Linked DNA regions of Astyanax mexicanus: region 2 is linked to region 1. Evidence: chromatin contacts called from public Hi-C data. All regions are on one chromosome and are shown on one strand. Each heading gives the region's core, a stretch centred on a gene start, on an enhancer-like site or on the middle of the called end of the contact. The rest is flanking DNA. Distances are from core to core; before and after follow the strand shown.

Evidence for each region. A called contact is a pair of places that touch in the nucleus more often than the background predicts.
Region 2: a contact with region 1 is called in a Hi-C map of muscle, with 19 times the contacts expected there. The contact joins the enhancer-like site here to the promoter of gatad2b in region 1. A contact is called at or near these places in 2 of 3 Hi-C or Micro-C datasets (both in muscle).

The regions. Positions count from the first base shown.
Region 1 is chr3:49,324,098-49,331,990 of AstMex3_surface, reverse strand. gatad2b (GATA zinc finger domain containing 2B) reads right to left here and starts at 4,291. Exons shown (of 11, transcript XM_007259838.4): 1 at 3,722-4,291.
Region 2 is chr3:49,369,432-49,377,247 of AstMex3_surface, reverse strand. It overlaps gatad2b (GATA zinc finger domain containing 2B), which reads right to left. Exons shown (of 11, transcript XM_007259838.4): 3 at 6,649-6,778; 4 at 4,872-5,003; 5 at 2,160-2,288; 6 at 1,600-1,770; 7 at 42-420. Among protein-coding and RNA genes, the nearest start is that of tinagl1, 45 kb to the left of the region's middle. Within about 2 kb of position 2,202, the one cell type or tissue checked has an H3K27ac peak away from gene starts, as active enhancers do.

The DNA of each region.
Region 1 (7,893 bases), core at 3,042-5,541:
CTGATCTGATGTGTCTGCGGTGAAAAACTGGTCTTAGGAACCAGATATCCACATTTTTGAGCAGTAGATGACGGGGTACCGAGAAGGACAATGACCTTCTTGAATAACGAGATATGAAACTAAATCTGTACACTACACAACCTGAAGACCAGCATGTTCAAATTAGTTACAATGAAAATTGTGGTCACTACGCAAATCCATGCCACCAAATTAGGTTTCGACTACTGGATACTGAAAAAGCTGCTTTTTGCATATATTCACTGACATGAAAAAAAGCGTTACCAAATTCATGCTTTTTTTTCCATTTTTTTATGCATTATGAATCTGACGTGTCAAAATTTGATAAAGAAAATTAACTGAAAGGCTCAGAATTACTTTGAAATAAAAAAATAGTATAGTAGTGAAAGTATAAATAAAGATGTTTCTTCTCCTGTAAAGTTACTATTGGATTGGATATACAAGGTTTTGCATGACAATGATAATACAGTGACAGTCGGTGACACAGTCAACACTGCAAAAAGTGGAACAGGATGTGCAGATGTTGCTTTGAAGTATTTTTTATGTTTGAACTTATAAATGACGAATTGGTATTGAATCATTGAGTCATTTACTCTATTTATTCAGCTTGGTATTGCTTAATGCAAGATATCTGAACTAAATAAAAGCAGGTTAAATGCTAGTCATTTTAACTTGCACTGACAAAGCTAAATAGAAGCTAATAAAATAAAAAAGTAATTACTATTTATAATTCATAACTTATTATAATTATACACTTTCAGAATTTGTAATAAGCAATAGGCATGCAATATGGCTGCAGGCCTATTTAGGGAATAAATTTAAGCTAGTGTACAATAGAAGTGTGAAAGTCACCCGAAATGCCAGTAGTAGCCCATGTATTTATTTTATATGGAGCTCTCCCAGTGCTGATGAGGAATAAGGCGCTTATGTCAGCATTTACAGAAATAGCCTAAGTTTAAATGTGTGAAGTAGTCCCATTTAAAACCTCATTGTGTGTGAAAGTACATTGGAATTACCTGAAATACTGCAAGACAGACCTGACTGCACCACTGCTGTATCCTGCTGAGATTTAAAACCTTCAAGAATGTAATATAATATTCTGATTTCAGTTTATTGCAAAAAAATATATATTTTTTAACCCATAAGAGCACAGATTCATTTCTGAACATTGATACCCAAATAAAAAACTGAACCTTAAATTCAGTGAGTAGCTCATTTAATTATTTTTATTATTATGATAAAGAGCACATGACTAAATATTTTAAGGTTACAATCATGATGACAATAATAATTTCATAACATGTGCTTTATCATTTGGATCTAATAATCGTGTTAAAATTAGTCATATGGAAATGTAAAACATTTTATTAAAGCATTTGAATTATTAAAATGGATGGACCGGAGCAAAAACACACTTTTAGAAGGAGCTAGTTTCATCTCCAGAACTAACCCAGAATACCCACATTCTGTAGATTAGATCAATGAAAACAGATTCACACAGTGTCCTATGATGCTCTCAGGATGTTCACTATATGTCACTTAAGACCTTCATGAGTTAGTGATGGACAGAGTACTGTCAGGAAGATCATGGGCTATTTTGGGTTAAAACATACTTTTAAATGAAAGTATTATTACTATATAATGTAAGGCTGGGAGATTTGTTTAATTAATTTGATCGTCAAATAGTTAATAATGAATTAATGTTTCATAGTGATTTTTGAAATGGGATAGTAGAGATAATACAGCTTTACTATAGAAGCTGCCAGAGGGAATCTCAGTTGATAGACTTTTTGATTTGATGTGGCAGCAATTTTCATATTGTACACTTTTTTCTTAACTATAATACTAAACTCCAAGGAGTTTATGATGTTTGCACTGTGTTCTTATATATTTGAAGAATATCAAGATCATATCAATGGTAATCTTAAAATGACAATAATATTGCTTATCACAATTATTTATGGAATTATATATGATCCACACAATAACAGTTATCGTGACAGGCCAAGTTGTAACCATTCTTGTAACCAAATTGTTCAGATCAGTGTCAGAATTAAATTATATTGTATCGACAAAAACTACTAAATAGTAGTATAGAAATGAGGCTATCTAAGATTTATACAGATCACTCAGCCAGCTCAATACTTGTTCAAACTGCTCCCTTCAAGTAAGCGATTTCGAAGAATTTTACGTAGAACATCAAGGTTTCGTGCCTATTCACTATTAGAATGTTTCACCCCTCTGCTTTATCATAATGATGTACACTTCTGTAGCTTTGTCACTCTTGTGAATGTGTGTAATTGTATGTGTTTTTAAGCTGCACTATCACAAATTCCTCTCAGTCACTACTGATACAGCAATAAAGTAATGAAAAGAAATGAAAAAAAAAAATGTATAATTGTTGGTCATATCGCCCAGCCCTGTTCCATGCCATTAACCTCTCCCCTAGATGCTAAAAACAAAAATGCAACTTCAGCAAGCAAATGAAAAATCTACAGCCAAGTTGGAAACGGCTGCCCCCCCAGAACACACACTCAAAAAAAAAAGAAAAAAAGAAAAAGAAACCCCCACCACACACACACTTACACACTTGGACTTGGTCAGTTATAGACTGTATAGCCTACAAATTAGGCGCCGTCTCACTCTGGACGTGTCTGCAGCACCAAGAATAATAGACTGCATATATTATTGATCAGAGTTTCTTTCCAAACGTCATCTCCACCCGTTTATCAGTGACTCCCTGTTGGTTAGGATCAATGCATGCATTCAGGTTGGAATTACATTTCAGCATTTCAGCCTTTCCCCCCTCTTGTCAAGTGCTGGGCAGCCATTTGCGTGCATATGGAGCACGTTGAGAACGTCCTCACTTACGTAAATGGCTGATGCATTTTCGGATCTTTTTTTTTCTTTTTTTCTAATTGTACAGCCATCAGCTCTGCTGCCGTACACTCTCTCTACCACAGAGTGAGTGTGTGTGCCCCACTCTACACACACACACACACACACAGTTCACAGAATATATACACACACACAGCGCTCTGAGCGCTCACAGCCAGCAGAGAAGCTCAGAATCTGAAGTACTTCTTTTACATTAGTTAGATAAATTATAAAATCATAATATGAGTGTATAATAAGTAAATTTAGGGGCTTTTCTTTTTCATTGTGTGCGGCTGCACTGTACTGTATGTAGCCTCAGCCCGGAGGACGAGAAGCTGGCTGGCTCCCTTCTCAATCTGGCTTAAACCCCCAGAGACACGGGATGAAACAATGAAACGCTTTTTAGACCAGAAATGCTGCAAATCTCCTACAGAAACGTTGAACTATTTGCTTGGCTAAATTTCTAGCTACATTTCAGACAATTTGACTCACTCTATTGGCTACTATTACTCTATATTAGTAGCTAGTTAGCACTCTTTTAATACTATTAGTTAGCGTTAGCCAGCCAGTCAGTCAGGCACTTTGAACTAACGGTAACGTTAACGGCGTTAGGTTATCTGACTAATAGCTGCCCGCTCGTAGCCAAGCAAAGCCGTACCGCTATTGTCTCTCGTCAGCTCGCTAAACAGTTTGAAACGCCGTTTCTATCGTCGTAAGCTGCAGCTTTCCATACGCTGTGCAGTTCCACTCCGCTCAAATCCCGCCGCTGTACATTCAAAAATCACGTCCCGTCCCGGCTAGGCCGCAGCTGAATCCCCGGACTCACCTGACTCGCCTTCGCCCTTCAGGTTGCTCTGGATCCGGGTTCACTCGCCGATCCCGAAGCGCCGCAGTAGCTCCTCACGACCAGTCCCCGGCACCGGCAGGCAACACAAAGGCGCTGATTGGGCCTCGACAGGCGCTCATCCCCCTCGGTCTCTGCCCAGACAGACGGGTTATTGGTCGGCGGCTGTGTCGGAGACGCGCCCCTATTAAGGTGTATGTTGTTGTCTGTGTCTGGAGGGGAGGGGACAAGGAGCTCTGAAAATGATGGGAAACTAAACGGCTTGTTATGCGCGTCGTGTCAGCAGCAGCAGCAGCAGCACAAGGCGAAGAAGCTACTTTACTACATGGGCAGCAGATAAATTGGGGACAGCCATATTAACTCCGTTCTCCACGCCATCACGGCTGATCGACTCAGGCGCTTTAAGGATTATTTATTTCAGCGTTTTGAGAACCTTGTCCGGCATCCCGACCTACAGGCTACGCTTTTCACAGCCGTCTAATAAACGTCTTGCTAGTTACAAAGGGACAAGTGTTGTTAGAGATTAGATCGCCGTGAACTTGGTAGTAGCTAGGCTGGTTCAAAAACGATGAGCGTGGCAGATTAGCTATCCTATCATAACACTATAGCTAACGCTATATTTCCCCTAGAAATCTATGAACTGTAACTACAATGAATCGCAGATATCGTCGTTAATCTTGACATTAAAGCGGATAACGCACATATAATTATTGACAAATCGAAAAAAAAAATATATATGTAAATTTATTGCAATGCAATAATTTCTTACAAAATATAGTTAATATTTTTATTTAGCTGTTTTTAAGAAGTATTTTTTATTGATAATTAAGCTAAATTACTATCTCTATATTATTGTGTCCTACACCGAAAACAAACAAAGCGCCCATACAAACAAAGCTATAGCTAGATACTTCATTGACCTACTTTACTACTATAACCCGAACTGGCTTGATGTCTTGCTTGCTGTAAATAACGAATAATAAATAAACAAACAAATATCTTCCTAAGGAACCTCCACCGAAGCTGTTAACTAGTTAGTAGTTATCGACATGTACAGGAATTTCAGGCAGACACACTACACTTCAATACTATACTGGCCATGGTGGCTGGATCTCATTAGAAAAACAAATAACTACGCTAAATAAATAAAAGCCTATTGGCCATTTCGTAATCACGCATATTTCTTAAAGCTCCTTCGGCACAGTCAGTGAGTGAGCGAGTGCTGCTAGTGCTTTTACACTGCTTAAACACCAGCTATCGTTTTTCTAATATATGCCATCTACCGAAGACATTTCACAGGCTGTTCTTTCTCACGATAAGACAGTGTGAAACCTCACGTTTTCCGGAGCTCTGCTCGATCTCAGCGTTATGGTGATCTGCTCTTTTATTAAACTTTTATTGTCTCTTTACAGCAGTGCCTACTGAGCCCTCCAGCGGTGGAACGGAGGAAGGACATCTTGATGGCTTTTGGGGGAAAATAGTAACAATCTTTATTTAGTGAATTCATAAACAAAGAATTTAACCCACAAGAGCCCAGACTAAATCCTGATATCACTGATATCATTTTTGTACTTATTGTAGCCACATGACTCAATATTGTAAGGTTAAAATCCTCATGTAATGTAAATGACAACAACTACACTGCCTGGCCCCAAAAAAAATCTCCACCTGGTTTTAGCTGAGCAAATGATCTGGGGTTGATCAACAGTATGTGCTGAAAGAATGAATATACTGAATATAGACCAGGTTATTCCATCAATTAATTTTTTCTTCCCTGATGACACGGGCATATTCCAAGATGACAATGCCAGGATTCATGGGGCTGGAATTGTAAAAGAGTGATTCAGGGAGCATGAGATCATCGTTTTCACACATGGATTGTTCGCCACAGAGTCCGGTCCTTAACCTTATTGAGACTCTTTGGGATGTGCTGGAGAAGGCTTTGCGCAGCATTCAGACTCTGCCATCAGTAATGCAAGATCTTGATAAAAAAATAATACAACACTGGATTTAAATAAATCTTGAGGTTTATCGAAAAAATGCCACAGTGAATGCGTGCTAAAATCAAAGCTAAATGCGATCCCACAAAATATTAGATTATGTGACCTTTTTTTTTGGCCAGGCAGTGTATTTCATAAGTTGGATGTCAGGTTAGATCTAGTTATGTGGATCGTGAAACATTTAACTAAAACATTTTCATTGTTCAAAATGGAATAAATTGATTTTTATAAGCCAGAGATACATTTCTAAATAACACATTTTATCTACAGCACTAACCCACACTTACTTTACATTCTGTAAATAAGGTCAGATGAAAGAACACCAATTTACTGTCCTGTGATGCTCTTAGGATGTTCAGTATTTGTCACTTAGGGACTTTATGATGTAAAATGACAGAGAACGTGCTGTAAGAAAATTTTCACATCTTATCTGTTACTTGAGAAGGACCCCATACTCCTAAGTAAGCAGATAATTAAAAATCAGAAAGTAGAAAAAAAGTATAACGCATATGAACTTAATGCAACATCAACCCAAATCACCATCTCAGTTGGTTTTAGGTCAGGGGATTGTGGAAGACAAATACTTTTTGTTTAATATGTAATTCCATATGTGTCCCTTAATTTCTACAATGTAGAAAAATAAAGAAAGTGTAACTGGGTAAATGCAGTAATTCCTTATTTGACAAATTTTTAGTGACTTGACTGCTGTCTACCCATTTGCTGTTTTTCTGTCTGTTTTAAATGTTCAGTCAAAGTTTAAACTTAACCACACCTCTAATGTGGACATAATCCTGAGCACTTTGATGAGCTGTTAGATTAGGTCTGAAGGGTAAGTAGATCCACAGCAGAAGAGGGATGGGTGCCCTGATGCAGGGATTTTCTCTAATTACAAATGAAACAGGATTGCAATGAGTCTTCCACAGCTCCTGACCAGCCAATTTTGTATTTCCTTCAAAGTTCATACAGACAGTCCAACATGTTCTACAGGGTTAAATATTTGGGGCTGGTTTCCCATACAATGATTAAGCCAAGATGTAGACTACATATGATGTTCAATGGAGAATGTCCATTCACAGTGCTGGTGATCCAATGGTGATCACTTCTCTGTGCTTGTAAAACTCATTAGATGAACCCAATTAACTTTTACTAAATTTGTGGAGCTAAGTGTGCTTTATACACTGTAATCAATATTAAAAAAAACACCCATTCCATTTAAAACTCAAAGATTCTCTTCATAGGTTGATTTTTTACACCAGCATTTACGCTAAAGCTTACACTACATGTCCAAATGTTTGTGGACACCCTTTTTAATAAATAGATTCAGCTACTTTAAGATGGACCTATTATTGACACTGATGTGCAAACACTCACGTGATGTAGCTGATGTTCAAAGCAATTTTTAGGAAGCAACTAATGAATCCACCACTTGCTCTCTGGGCATGTATGTTCTCTGGAATTAAGGTGCTCTATTCCATACTTTTGGGATGAGCTGAGGAATTAGGGTTGAAGTACAGAAAACAAGATTATTTTAATGACTAAGGAACAGATAAATTCAAAGATCTCACTTTAATGTCATTCTCTGTTTCTCACACTCACACACAGTTTCACAGTCACATGATGTCATGTGGCAAAATGAATCAGTACGAAGTCACATGCTTTATCAAACCTACATAACAGTAGCATAATGCTATTAGTGCAGTAACTCAATCATCCATATGAACATTAAGCATGACAGTAAACAGAGGCCAGTGTGAACTTACACATGCATCTATTTACAGCCTGTCTGCTTTAAAATAGTAAGATTCCATGTTATATTAACAACAATTTTAAAGAAACGATAGAATGTCAACCTATTGTCCTTGGTATAGTTGAATAATGTAAGATTGACACATATAAGGGACATACCATGAACCTTATAAGCACTATTGTTCCTTCTTCAAATTATTTTTGGCCAAAACAAGCTGAAAAACAGGACAATTCCAAATCCTAAAACTGTTATGTTACAGTCTTGACTTGGACATTTATATAAAGCAGCCAATCCCCTTACTTCACTTAGTTATAATGGGAATTGAGTGGCTACATGAACCGGACCTTATTTCTGCTGTTTGTCCTGTGCTCATGTCCACAGAGGGGACGCACAAACTCATCACATGA
Region 2 (7,816 bases), core at 953-3,452, 47 kb before region 1:
AATATAATTATAGAGTGTGTGTGTGTGTATTTAGGTCTCACCCTGGCTGTCGATGACACTCTGCACCACCTCTTCCAACCCCACCATGTAGATGAACTCGCTGTTGGCGGCTGAGGGCAGGAAGTGGAGCAGGGGGGCGGGGGGTTTGGGTGGTGGGATCTCCAGCAGGGTTTTCTCCAGCTGCTTGCGTAGGGCCAGTTTGGCAGCCGCTTGGCTGCTGGCCTGGTCGTTCAGTGAGCTCACGCTGCCCACAGCGGCCACGCTAGACCCGCTAGGCAGTGTGGAGGGGCTGACCGCCCCCACCCCGCTCACACCCACCCCGACACCTGGCACCCCCGCCGCCTGCATGTGGGCCAAGTTCATGTAGATGGCCGTGGAGGAGTTGGAGCGCTGGGAGGCCGCCACCTGCTGGCTGGCAGCCTGCGGCACACAGAGGAAATGTTTTTCAGCATGATTGCGTTTGTGTGGTTTGTTCAGTAAATCACTGATAAATGAGGCTGCTAATGCTTTAATTAATCATCTACTCAGTGTGAGTCTCTGCACCGCAGCGTACAGTACAGGTATGTGTGCTGCACACAGTGCTCCTCAATCGTGTAATTACAGAAGTGAGCAGGGGTTGCATACACCACTGTTCGAAAAATTGTAATCACTTGTCATTAATACTTATTATGCAGCCATTTTTAGTAGAACTGTTGTAACAATTGTATAAGGTTAAAAATCTGTTTTATGAAATGCTAAAACAAACAACACAAAAACGACTGTAAATACTACTAGAAGTAAATGTCGAAGATACTTTTTTTTAAGATATCAGTGAATGCTTCAAGATTTACTGAAACAAGTAACTAACTAATAAATGATATACTGTAAGAGTATGATTATACTTGTGCCATATTTTCATGTTATGTGCCACAAATTATATTCTACAGCTTTTAAATTCATTGCTTGACAAAAAATTGGTGCTTTTTGAATGCCTGTAAGGCACCAATAATGTAAAAATAAATGCCACTTTAAAATACAGACTCAAATATGCTATGCATTTATTTCTATTGAAGGGGTTCCCAAACTTTTGCAACTCACATGGCCCACTTAACCCACCATAAAACATTTAAACATAAAAATAGATACAGCACAACAATGTAGGTTATTGAACTGATTGACAAGCTTAATTAAACTTATTTGTACCGACCTGAACTTGTCTTATAAGCATTCAATGTGAAAGACTGTACAAATCCCATACAAAAAGAGAATTTTTTTTCACTCAGACTTGCAGTAATAATAAGTTTCATTTACGCTATGACTCTTTAAACTAGTATTTAGACATCAGAGGAACCTAACAGTTTAATTTCTTAGCACCAATAAGAATTATAATTTACAGTTATAATTTACATCTATTTTGCAACAACAAGACTGATTTGAAATTACTTATCGCAATGATGCCAGTCTGTAGACCAGCAGTGTGTATATTCTGAACTGTGGCAATAAATGGTTTAATTACTGACGTGAACAGGGGATATAGCAGGTCATGACCATGTTTTCAGTGCAGTGTTTGGAGCACTCTGCCCTGTAGGTTATAGAGAGGGGATGTTGGGCTGAGCATACCTGCTGGTAGTTGACTGCGTTGCCCATACTTCCTGTGGAGGATCGGCCCATGCCAGGCTTAGAGGGCACTCTCTGACCCTGCAGCTGGGCTGGGTTAGGGGCGATCACCCGCTGGGACATCATCATCGGGGGCAGGGAGGCACTGGCAGCGGACCTGATCACCGTGTGGCCCTGGAACAAACACGCAGACAAATTAAAAAAAGATGTTCAGTAAACTGAACGACCACTAGAGGTCGGCAGATATGTAATTTACTACCAGTACTGTACACATTTAACAAAAGCATCATGAATAAACTGGAATGATGTACACTACGGCACCAGACAAAAGGTGCTGGATTTGTGTGAGGAGGAATAGATTAACAGATCCAAGAAAAGCCTTGGATTCAAATTGAAAATGGACAGATTATCACGCTTGGAAGGCAAACGAATAAACAAACAAATACACAAAATAATCCACATTAGATTTCTTAGCAGGTCTTGGATTCACCTTTCTAAAAACATTCCAAATCTGGCCATGGAAATTTGGTATTTTCAGTCATGGAAAGTAGACACACACACACCTGTGCAGCGCGGAGGTTCTGGGGCTCAGATGTGTGCATGCCCGGTCGAACGGGCAGCTTAGTCAACCCCTGTGAGCTGTGGATGGGAGAGGGTTGAACAGAGGAGGGGGTGTTCTGGACCACTGGAACCTGAAGAGGAAGATGAAGACAGACAAAGACAGACAAACAAGCATGAATTTCACAAACTGCCAGAGGTTCAGCATCCGATTCCTGAAGTAAATCACTGTGTTTTTATAACCTTGTCACAAGAGAGCATAAGCAGGCCATTTCTGCAATTGTTCTAAATTAGTCATGAGCTGTTTTGGCAAAATCAGCACATCCAGAGCAAGGTCTCAGGCAGAGTGACCCATCCCAACTGCAGTCCAGCAGAAAGGCCCCTGAGACTCTTTATGGTCAGCTCATGTATGTGTAGAAACAGTAAGGAAGAATCTCAATGCTGGAGCAGTGGGGAAACATATCACTGTGCTGTGATACACAAGCAGTAAAGCTGTGGTTTTTGGTCGTCCAAAAAACTCTCCAAGACTACCCCATTTTACCCCGTGTCTGCTCTTTAGCAGCTCTACTCGCACGTTCAGCGAGCTTCTGCTGGGTACAAAAAGTGCTGAAGATCATTATCTGACAAGCAGCCAAATCTCAATTTTGGACCATTGGATTTTCTCCTTGATATCCAGCTCGGTAAATTGTTTTTTTTCTTTGCAATTCAAAACTGAACAAACTCAGCTATGTGCTTTTCGTAAATCAATAGTTGACCGCTTATATATGAACAATAATCCAATTAAATAAATGAATATTCCAGCAACATGCAGGACAATAATCACTACACAATATAAAGGCTAGGAATTGCATTACTTTGAGATAAGTGAGGGAGTTTACAATACACCTATACACATAAAACTACTGCTACATTACCATTTTTTTTAAGTTTTGAGCCAGAAGGAAAAATTGGGCTTTCTTTGATTTTGTTTTTTTTACCAAAATAATAATAATAATAATAATAATAATAACAACATGCATGCTTTATAGAAAAATAATAAGAAATTGGTTTACAAGGTTTCATTGTAGTTTTTTTCTGAAATTAAAATGTGTCCCTCAGTAAGCTGAGCCTGACCATTGAAAGATGAATCTCGGTTGGATATTTGAGCATGCATCTTGGCAGAATATGTTGTGTTTAATTAAATTTGTTGTTGTCCAAGCATGTCCAAAAATGAAGGTCTACCATTCCAAAACCTTAATGTTAGCCTTTGTTGCTGCAGACGCTACCACTTCCACCACCACCATGCTTAACAGCTAGTACAGGGGGTTGTGGAATTTAGTGTCTCACCATTATCCCTATAAACACCACTGTCTGCCTAATTTTTTCCATAGCAATATTTCTAGTCATGTTTAGCTGATGTTTTGAGGTTATGCTGAGGTAGACTACCTACTTTATGCTTCTATCAACATTGTACAATCCTCCAGTCTCAGCAAACTGGTAAACCAGCTATCACCAGAAGAGAATATCCACCAACTCATGCCAAACAGAGGTTGCAGCGCTCAAGGTTCAATGGTTAAACCTTTGCACATCCAAACATACATCTGATCAATGTGGCCGAACATCTTTATATTTATCTTCTTTTAGGGTGACAGGTTTAGCCTATCGGAACCAAATGACTATTTTCTTTCTGTAACAACATATGTTTTAATTGTTATCTTTAAATATGCAGTTATTTGAAAATCTACAAAAATTCTTCTCAGATCTGCACTGAGATTTTTGGATTTTCCTAGTGTACTCTGTGTGTTTCACTGTCAAAAATCATTTTTGTAAGGCTACAGAAAAGCTACCAGTTGTAGTCAATCAAGATCACTAGCAGGATGTTAAGAGAACTTGGTCTTGGTGTGTTAAAGGCCTTGTGTAACTCTCAGCACCACTGAACTAATAGTTCTTCATTGTTCATTTCAGAACCACCATGGTCACCTTAAAGGTCAGAGGCGATATGTTTGTACATATGAATATTCATGAGCAAGAGCCAAAAATCCTCTTTCTTCAGCGATCACTAATAGCAGTACTATATAGAAACACCGGAGCACTTTTTTTCATTCATTCATACTAGAGACCACAACTAAACATTTAAAATAAATTAAGAAAAAAAAATGATGGAATAAGACCTTTAAAAAAATAACTTGTACTTGTTATATGTTGTGCACTTATTCTTCCCCAGAAAAAAAACAGTAATAAGAATCATTTAAAGCCCACTGTTTGGCTTTGTATTTATGTCTATGATGAGTTTATGTAAACTTTTATAATTATGTAAAAATTTAAATAGATGTTAGCATATATAGCATAGATCATATCATATACAGCTAACATGTTGTATTAATGGCATGAAGCACATGCTGTAATTGTAAAATGGGTATTATATTAATTTATAATGACAATAACTGTTCTGCTCTAGCATAGCTCTATTAGTGATCGCATCGAGCAGAGCATATTTAATATCAGTGTTCTGAAATTTCACTGCCTCATCCTACAGGCATGAAACAGCTCCAAGACCATTAACAGCAGTGAACAACAGCAGTGCCTAAAAAAACAAACACTCTCTGTTAGAGTAGAGCAGTAATGGTCAGTAGCCTGCCTGAGTCAGGTGCGGGAGCAGTGTTAAGCAGTGTGGAGGGAGGTGTTAACTCAGCTGTGCTGATAAATGGAGGTAATGGTGGGAAGAGCAGTATATTGACCTTCTGCACCACGTTCTCTTTCTGCATCTGGCTCTGTCTCAGCTTCTTCAGCAGCACCAGCCTGGCCTCCTCCAGCCTCAGCTCCTCACGCAGCGCTTTGATCATCTGCTGCCTCTCCTCACCTGTCTTCCCCTGCAGAGAACAACACACACACACAAGCTTAAGATACATCAGTCATAGAAATGCAGACAGATGACGACAAACACACAAACACACACACAGCCTGACTCAGTGCAGGTGACCAATTCAAGTATGATTTATTCTTTAAAGAAAAAAATAAAGAAAGAGAAAATAAAAACATCTGCTGCTTGGAAACAAATAGTTTGGTGACACCTTGTCTTTGTGTCTTTTTTTTTTTAATCTGATACCTTCTACTAATTATTTCTCACCAACTCAGCCCAAGATTTTTTTGGGTGTTTTTAAGTCACAACAGTATTATTTTCATCAGCTTATGGTGGCATTTGTTGCCTTAAGGTTGGTCAATTTGGCTTGGGACTGCATGGTAGCTGGTTCAATCCCCAGGACTGGCTTTTATGAACTGAGTTGCCCTTGACAAAAACACCAACCCTCTACTGCCTCGAGGTCACTGAAGTGTCTGCCCACCACTCTGGACTCTTATTGGCACAGACAAGATAAACATGGAGGTAGAGTTCTGATACACTACTGTACAGTGAAAGTTTACTTCATTGTAGTTAGTTAAATTTTCTTTTCTTTTTTTTTTTTACAAACATTCCTTGGGTCTCCAAAGTATTAACTCTCAGATTCACATTACGCCAAAAAGTGAAAAGATTACCAAAACATTATAAAAAAATAAAAATAAAAAAAATGGAGAGACAGTGATGATAGATGTTCACAGTGAAGATATACTTGCTTGGGGCAGCATGCCAAAACCAGGTATTGAACCACAACCTTTTCACCAATAGCCCAGTACTCAAACTGCCATTGAGTCACCATTGACTCCAATATTAAAAATAAAATAATTATGAACGCTATACACCACCAGGTACACAGATTGTGATCATTTTTGACCATAGGTTAAAAATGTGTATTAAAATTATGGGGCCCAGTGGTTACAGTGCTGGATCATTGATCAGTGGTTTGTGGCATAACTGCAATCCCTCTAGCATGACTGACCCTGTGTGCTGACTCTACGTGATTCTCATTGTACTGCATAAGTGTAAAGCTAGTAAAGTACTTAATTCTAATTTTGGCTTTTAAATGGTTTTAGCTACTTGGTTCATAACATGATAACATGTACAGGGAGTGGAATTATTACTCTATTAAAAATTAATGAAAGAGTTATTTGAGTAATACCACAGCAGAACCACTTTTGGATTAATAAAGAATAATAAAAAAAAACTAGATTGTGAACTCCAACAGCCTCCTCCCCATGCGGCAAAAGCCTGCCAACTGCACCAAGCTGATCCAATTCCTCATTGATTGACATGTAAACTTTACGAAAAAGGTCTTCCAGGCCCCGAGAACTGGCTGAGGAACTGCGCTCAGTAGCGTGGCATTAAGAGTACAAGCTGGAGACACTGTGATTGACTCTCTAATCACAATAATGTGCCAGTGCTGCGTGGCTTATGGAATGACTCACATGGCTATAGGCCTAATAAAGGAGACTAAAGGCCTGACAATGAGAGCAGAGCGGTGCAGTGGGCTGACAGGAGCAGACACAGTCTATTAGTGTTAGTGAGTGAGGGGCTGTGGAGCAGAGGCACTCTGCTGCAGGAGTTCAGGAATGCCTCTGCAGGAAACGGAAAGCGGGATGTACCTTAAACATCTCCAGGTTGGGGCGGTGGTGCCGCTCTTCTGGGTGCGGGGTGCTGCGTGGGCTTGACGCCTCGTTATCTGACAGGATGATCACGTCTGGAGATGGAGTGCGTCTCTCTCGATCAACATCGCTGTGGGGAGAGTGGCAAAAGGTTTAGGTTAGGGTGGTTTTAGGAGTAAAAAATAAAGCAAAAATAATTTAATGCAAGATACAAGTGACACGGTCACTGATAACTACTGAAATATTTTAATAGTTTGTATATATTATGTAAATTTCTCGAACCTCAAACTGGCAGTTGTTCTTTACACTGCATCTGAATTTCATGATAATTGGGCCAACAGAAATGCTCTAAATCACTTCTGCATTTTGTTTTACATTGACTTATTTAAAAGTAAAGAAGGCTTTTTATTCTTTGGTCAAGTTGCAGTTTTTGAGGTACAAGGTTTCTTCTTAATTGTGTGTATATACAAACTATTAGAAGTATTAGGAAACCAGCTAAATTCTTGTTAAACCAAGGGTATTAAACTCTGAAGTCTCTACTGTCCAGGGGAGGCTTTCCACTAGATAGTGAAAAGTTGCTATGAGGATTTGATTTTATGTAGTTGCAAGATTGTTAGTGAGGTCAGGATGTCCACAGGTCCACAAAGTATTAGATGGAGAACCATCATTTCAGAGAACACAGTTTTACTGCTCCACAGCTTAATGCTGTAGACCAGGGGTGTCCAAACTTTTTTTTGTTGGGGGCCAGAAGGAGAAATATATTTGAAGTCTGTAATAAAACAAATAATGAAATATACCACTTTAAATAATACATTTACCTGATTACTTTCATTTACACACCATTTTACTTGACTTACTATCTTTATCTATCTTTGACAAGTGTTGTGTAAACTAAGATTTTTAATATTCTTAATATTAAACTCCTTAATTACGGCAAATTTTAGACTCTTTTGCCCAGTTTTTCTGCGCTAGAAATGCGCACTCTCTCCGCTTTTAGACTATTTGGCCTGTTTTTTTACGCTAGAAATGCACACCCTCTCCGCTTATAGACTCTTTGGCCCGTTTTTCTGCGCTAGAAATGCGCACCCTCTCCGCTTTTAGACTCTTTGGCCCGTTTCTGACACCTAGCGTTCAAACTTTGAATCTCACATTATAAAAACCTGCTTAA